Regions from separate parts of the Onychostoma macrolepis genome. Here region 2 is linked to region 1. Evidence: chromatin contacts called from public Hi-C data. All regions are on one chromosome and are shown on one strand. Each heading gives the region's core, a stretch centred on a gene start, on an enhancer-like site or on the middle of the called end of the contact. The rest is flanking DNA. Distances are from core to core; before and after follow the strand shown.

The links. A called contact is a pair of places that touch in the nucleus more often than the background predicts.
Region 2: a Hi-C map of muscle shows a contact between it and region 1, with 6 times the contacts expected there. The contact joins the promoter of gdap2 here to the promoter of man1a2 in region 1. A contact is called at or near these places in 2 of 2 Hi-C or Micro-C datasets (both in muscle).

Annotation. Positions count from the first base shown.
Region 1 is chr09:15,245,589-15,248,606 of ASM1243209v1, forward strand. It overlaps man1a2 (mannosidase, alpha, class 1A, member 2), which reads left to right and starts at 1,625. Exons shown (of 14, transcript XM_058786583.1): 1 at 1,625-2,606.
Region 2 is chr09:15,387,514-15,390,531 of ASM1243209v1, forward strand. It overlaps gdap2 (ganglioside induced differentiation associated protein 2), which reads right to left and starts at 1,440. Exons shown (of 14, transcript XM_058788214.1): 1 at 1,211-1,440; 2 at 77-300. The coding sequence starts at 273. wdr3 (WD repeat domain 3) reads left to right here and starts at 1,474. Exons shown (of 27, transcript XM_058788213.1): 1 at 1,474-1,962; 2 at 2,709-2,895; 3 at 2,997-3,018. The coding sequence starts at 2,722.

The DNA.
Region 1 (3,018 bases), core at 375-2,874:
TGGAATGTCAGATACAGTCACCCTTATCTACGTTTATTGGTGACAGGATATGCAATTGACAGACACTTTTGTCCTGCAAAGCCAATCAACTCGCCCTTGCCTGGACTTCTCAAGGTTGAAGCTGTATCCCATTCATTTGCTTGCTGAGTTTAAACTGTCATCGTTCACCATTCCTCTGTTCAAAGTCTCAGATCACATCCTGACTCATTATACAGGCCCACTGGAGAATGGTCTCACCTCTACTGCTCTTATAGTAACAGATAACAGTTCCCTTTCCATTTTCCTGTATCTTCGTCCTCGTTTTGCCTTCACAGAGGTTTGTGGTGAATTATTTTCTCTTAATCTGGTCTTTTTTGTTGTATATGGTCTGAGGTTTAAGGCGATTCTTCTTTTGGCCAGTGATCCGTGTCATATTCTCACAGAAAACTGAGAAACTCAGCAGAGCGAAACTCCTTCTTTCTGACAGTGACTTCTGTCAGGGTGTCAAATGCGTGCCTCTTAAACTGACTGACAGCAGATCCACTCCCTTGGCCACTGCTTTCTTCACTGACTCACACATACAAGATTTCTTCTCCACAACCTTCAACAGCACTGACACTCACTGTAGGTTATTCTGGTAAATCATCCTTAAATCAAGAGAAAACAACTACACTTATGGCACCTCAAGGACTAAGTCACAGACAGATATAAATGGCCTCATTTTTTTCGGCTGCTCAGCAGAATGTGAAAATGTCCTTTGATGGATCTATGATATATGAAGGTGCAAACTATTTTATATTCAACCCCAAGACGGCATCCTCTGAAGTTTAATGTATATTTGATTAAATGTAAATCGTCCCTAAGATTGTTTCATCTTTTAACATATATATTTGATTATATGTAAATCATCCTTAAGATTGCTTTAAATTGAACATATATTCAGTTGCAATTAAAAATGCCTCATTAATGAATGTTGTAAAACAACTTGATCATTTTGACATTTAGTAATGTGTAAAACCAGCCAGTCATTATAGATAAATATAACATGAATAAACATGAAACCTTTTTGTTATTATTTTAACATTAAACAATTAAAATACAGTTGCAACTAATCATCTTGACCTTTTAAATTTTTTCTTTGCATTTTTCTTTGCAAAAACTATGTTACTGTGAACCAGTGTTATTTTGGTATCATTGATATACTATAGTTTTTATTTTAAATTCAGTTTTATTTGATATGTTTTCATTTTAATTAACGTTTTAGTAATTTTGTGTTTTGTCATTTATTTTATTTGTATTATGTTTTGTCATATTTGATCAGTTTTGTTTTTTAAACAAGTTTATATAGTTTTTTATAAAGTTTTAGATTTATTTTAATACATCAGCTTAAACTTAACGAACATTTTTATTTTATCTCATTTAATGTTCGTTTCATTTCAAGTAATGAGAATTTTCTAATGGCCAGTTCACTATTGTAACAGTTCAGCTATCTAAACAACAACTAAGCAAATGCCTATTTAAATGTTTTAAAACGACAAACTGAGCAAAAAATTGAGAAAACACAAACATACAGAAACACAGAAAAACAACGATAAAGAAGACTCAAAAAGGTGGAAAAGGTGCGACAAGTCCATATTAAGAACAACTATAAATGTTTTTTTTTTTCTTCTCTCTACTGTCCATAATTGACCGCCATTGATTTTGCGTTGCCTATCGAGACTCGTACTTGAGCGACGCTCCCTGGCTTTACCAAACGGCAGCTGACTGGATGTTGGAGGACTGAGAGGAGGAGTAGCTGTTGCAGTAACAACATCCTGGATATTGGAGCCTGGCGGCGCACACGGCTACAGAAATAAAGGAGAAACCAAGACGTAAGGAAAGCGGTGGTGGTAATCGCAAATGCTTCAGTGTATAGAAGCACAGACATGAACGTGAACTTGGCAGCTTTCAGGCATTAATTGTGGATTTATGGTCTATGGCGCCGATTGATCCCGAGGCACCGACAAGGTGATGCAGCAGCGGCAGGACGGGATCGGTCCGCTACACGGCTGCCAGCTGAATGCCTTTACTGGAGGAAAACGGCGCAGCACACGTCCAGCGCAGGCCGGCGTGATCTTCCATTAAAATAGGACAGTATGTAGAGAGGATCAGCCAGCGGCTGCGATACACCCGTGTTTACTTTCATTATTGTATCGGCTCTCGATATCGCTCTCCGGTTCAGAGACGCTGCCACGGCATCAAGCGGATCAGGCCTGGGCTGAAACACCGTGCGCGCTTCGCGATATTTACCGTGGAAAGCGCGTAATGTGACGCGAACTTTTATCGTTAACAAGCATAACGAAACACCTAGTGCTGTATCATTGTGTTTACTATCCGCCTGTCCAGTTTTCTTTATGTTTACTTAGGTTGCGATAGGTTGTTTTTTCCTTTTCTTATCAAACTGCTTTGCCCTTATCGATAGCAGATTATTGTATTGCTAGTCTAAGATAAATAATACGCCTGACGGCGGTGAGGGTGGACTCGCCGTTTATCGTGAAGATAACGACTCGACCCAACCCGCCTTGACACGGAGAAGCTTTCGGATCAAAGCGAGGATCATGGATCGGAATGATAAGAAGACCCTCACGGTAAGTGCACACATTTGTTTCATCGTGTTAAAGATACCGACCGGTGTTTTGAGCATGAACCGCTTGATGAGGCGCTGTAATCAAGAGCAAACACTTGTACAGGTGTCACATTGTCATGCTCACCGCTAAAAGTGTCTCTCGTAGACAGTCTTTGCCGAACTGTATGTATTGGTGCATGTTAATTCACATACTTTGATATAATGGCATTTTATTTGACTCCAATCTATCTGTGTTTAACCGGAGCGTGATAGTCCAAACAAAACGTTCAAATAAACAAGATTTGAAACGTTTTGGGACACAATGTATGCTTGAACGTCCTCATGATAAATACCCTCTCTCTCTAAAATGTTTAAGGCTAAACTGAAAGTCCATGTATTTATTTATGGGTGGTGTAGTACTACAAAAAAAAGCT
Region 2 (3,018 bases), core at 190-2,689, 140 kb after region 1:
TGTTGAAATAATGCAGAAATTCATGGAGAGGAAGAAAACAGAATGTTTAAGAAATGTAAGTGAAAATAACACTCACAATAGTACAATCTTGCTGTTGATGTCGTGTCTGAAGGGGAAAGGGGACTCTAAGGAATTGAGCTGATTGGTCAGCTGGTCATCTTCCTCCAGTAAGTGGTTTTCTCCATCCACCTCGTCCTGGACTCCCTGAGGCTGGTCCCACGTGGAAAGGTTCTGGACCTCCACAAACTGGGAACGAGCTCCCAAGGGATCCATGCTGTAGCTTCACAGGGTAATTTTGAACTGAAAAGACACAGACAGACACAACATTTGACACACAGACTGAAGTTTGACCTGGGCTATATTAGCACGTAAACGCATACATACAGAGATGTTTGCATCACATTTAAACATGTAAGACAGTAGTTACAATGACAGACTTCAAAGAATTTAAGACCGAGAAATGCTGTTCGGGGCCACCATTGTCTAAAACAATATTTGAGAGCTCAATACTATACTCAATACAATAAGTTAATTTAAATATTATATATTGTGATTTCTAGACTTAAGCATTTTATATTAAGCTCGATTATTTTAAACATAGCCCATTTAAACAATAAAGTCATCTTGGAAGTCTGCTGAGGCCCTCTAGTGGGCCCCGGGCCCCCTGGTTGAGAACCAATTTAGTAAGTTTTGTATTTTTTTAATTTTTTTTTTTACTTTGATTCACATTCAATAACTCAAAAAAAAAAATTTATGAAATGATCAAAATTAATTAACATAAAACAAAGCCACAATGAAATAAAATAAATGAATTCCCAAACTTTCAAAATGTGACAACAATTGTAAAAGTATTCAGCAAAACTTCCTGTGCCAGCTGCAGTATGAGAAGTGTAGTGTTCATGAGTGTAATTGACTTTCAAGCACAACAGAGAAGCACTATCAGTGCAGACAGACAGGACTTCAGGAACAGATAAGATATTCAGCAGAAATGAGATGCATGCGTAAAAGTCGACTACCTAAATTAAATTTCAACAACAAAGTTATGAGTTTCTCCAAATAAAAGTTTCATCTCGAACGCGATAGACACCTACAAACAATGCAACACAACACAGTTTTAAAGAGTATAAAAAGGAAAGTAACACTTCATACTTATTCTAACCACAGGTTTATACTGACTTGATGAAAATGCAAATTATAACCAGCAACCTACCAGATGTCCTATGATGCAGCTATTGAGTCCTTCCTACTGCAAAAAAAAAAAACACATTAGCTCCAACTAATCCGTTAAAGATAGATTTAAAGATTACTGTCATCTTCCAGTGCTTCCGCTTTTAAATTAGCCATTGTTAAAATGTGATTTTAGCTGCTTGTGGTCAACACATCGTGTTTGCAACATTCAGCGAGCTTCCTGATCAGCTGATTCACGAGGACAAAAATCATCACTTCCGGGAATGCAGTAGGGGCAGTAGCTAAGTTGTCGCTCCGTGTAGAAAACGCACAGACCTATACAATACTGAAACACATATTTTAATCGACGTTCTAGTGTCATCGTTAAATTAAAATAAGCATAATAAAGTATAATGAATAAATAAATTAAACTAAGTTTTCATTATAAGCACACTGACACGCCTCGTGGACAGCACCATGATTTCACACTCACAGACCGAAGTAATCGATACCGTACACATAATTCATAAGAAGAGCAAATAAATAAAACGCATAAAGCAGTGTGAATAATGAGGAAGCATTCCGAACAATATTTTAGCGTGATACAGATGTCTATAAAAACATAAATTCTTGAAACATTTCGTGAAGTAACATCGTAGTTCTGCTCGGTAATCTACCACTTTTGTCTTTACTTGATGTCACACATGCGACTGAGAGCATGTAGAAGTTCTCCACATCCACAGAAGCAATATTTTCATAAAGGACTGCAGATACAATATACATCTAATCGACAAAGTATGTAACTACATTTTCTATACGCAGTGGCTTATTTTGAACTTTGTTATCTGCATATATTGCTCTTTAAATGAGATTAAACGGCCTGCATGTGGTTCTCGTTGCTGTGTATACGGTCATATGGACCTCAAAGCGTGGTGTTGGAGTAACAGTTGCTCACTTTCATTTGATGAACTTAGCAATGAATTTAGCACTTAGAAATCGTAGATTTTAAAGGTACTTGTGAGAGTCATTTGTAGTAGCCGAATAACTATTATTAACCATTATACAACGTCACAACCACAGATCTGATGTTAAAATGTTAACAGGGTACAGCTATATAAAAATAATATTAAACATGTAGTAACTTAGCATTTATTTTTTCCACTACAGTCTCTATATGTAATATAATTATATTTTCCAACAATCTCAGTATTACTGTTTTATACATTAGCTGTTCACCAATAATTACGTTTTTTTTTTTTTTTTTTTTATGTATTCATTGTCAGGGATCATGCATAAAAAATTAATCTCATAATTAAAAAGAGGCTTTAGCTACTAGCCAATTTCCATCTGCAAATGCATTTGCTTTGACATAAAACGTGTTTTAAGTCATGTAGAATTTACTTTGATATGCAGCTTTATACAGTATGATTGGTCTTTTCCTAAATATGTGATCACATGACAAATTGTGCACAGTTTTCTAGATTAAAGGAGCAGCACATCTGACAATACTCCCCTGCTGTTGTTTTTGTGTGTGTCTACAGCCTCTGGCTTGCCATGGGTTTAACTAAGCAGTACCTGCGCTATGTGGCGAGTGCTGTATTTGGAGTGATCGGCAGTCTGAAAGCCAATATCGCGTTTGTGACCCTCAGGGGGGGAGAGAAGGGTCGATATGTCGCCGTGGGTGCCTGTGAGCATGTGTTCATATGGGATGTCCGCAAAGCTGAGAAGGTACTTGCTTTAAATGGTTTAGAAGATTGCTTAGTACATTACAGTCACTCATCAGTTTATATAAACTCATATACGTTGAACTCACCCCTTTCATTTCTCAGGTTCTTATACTTGAAGGTAAAA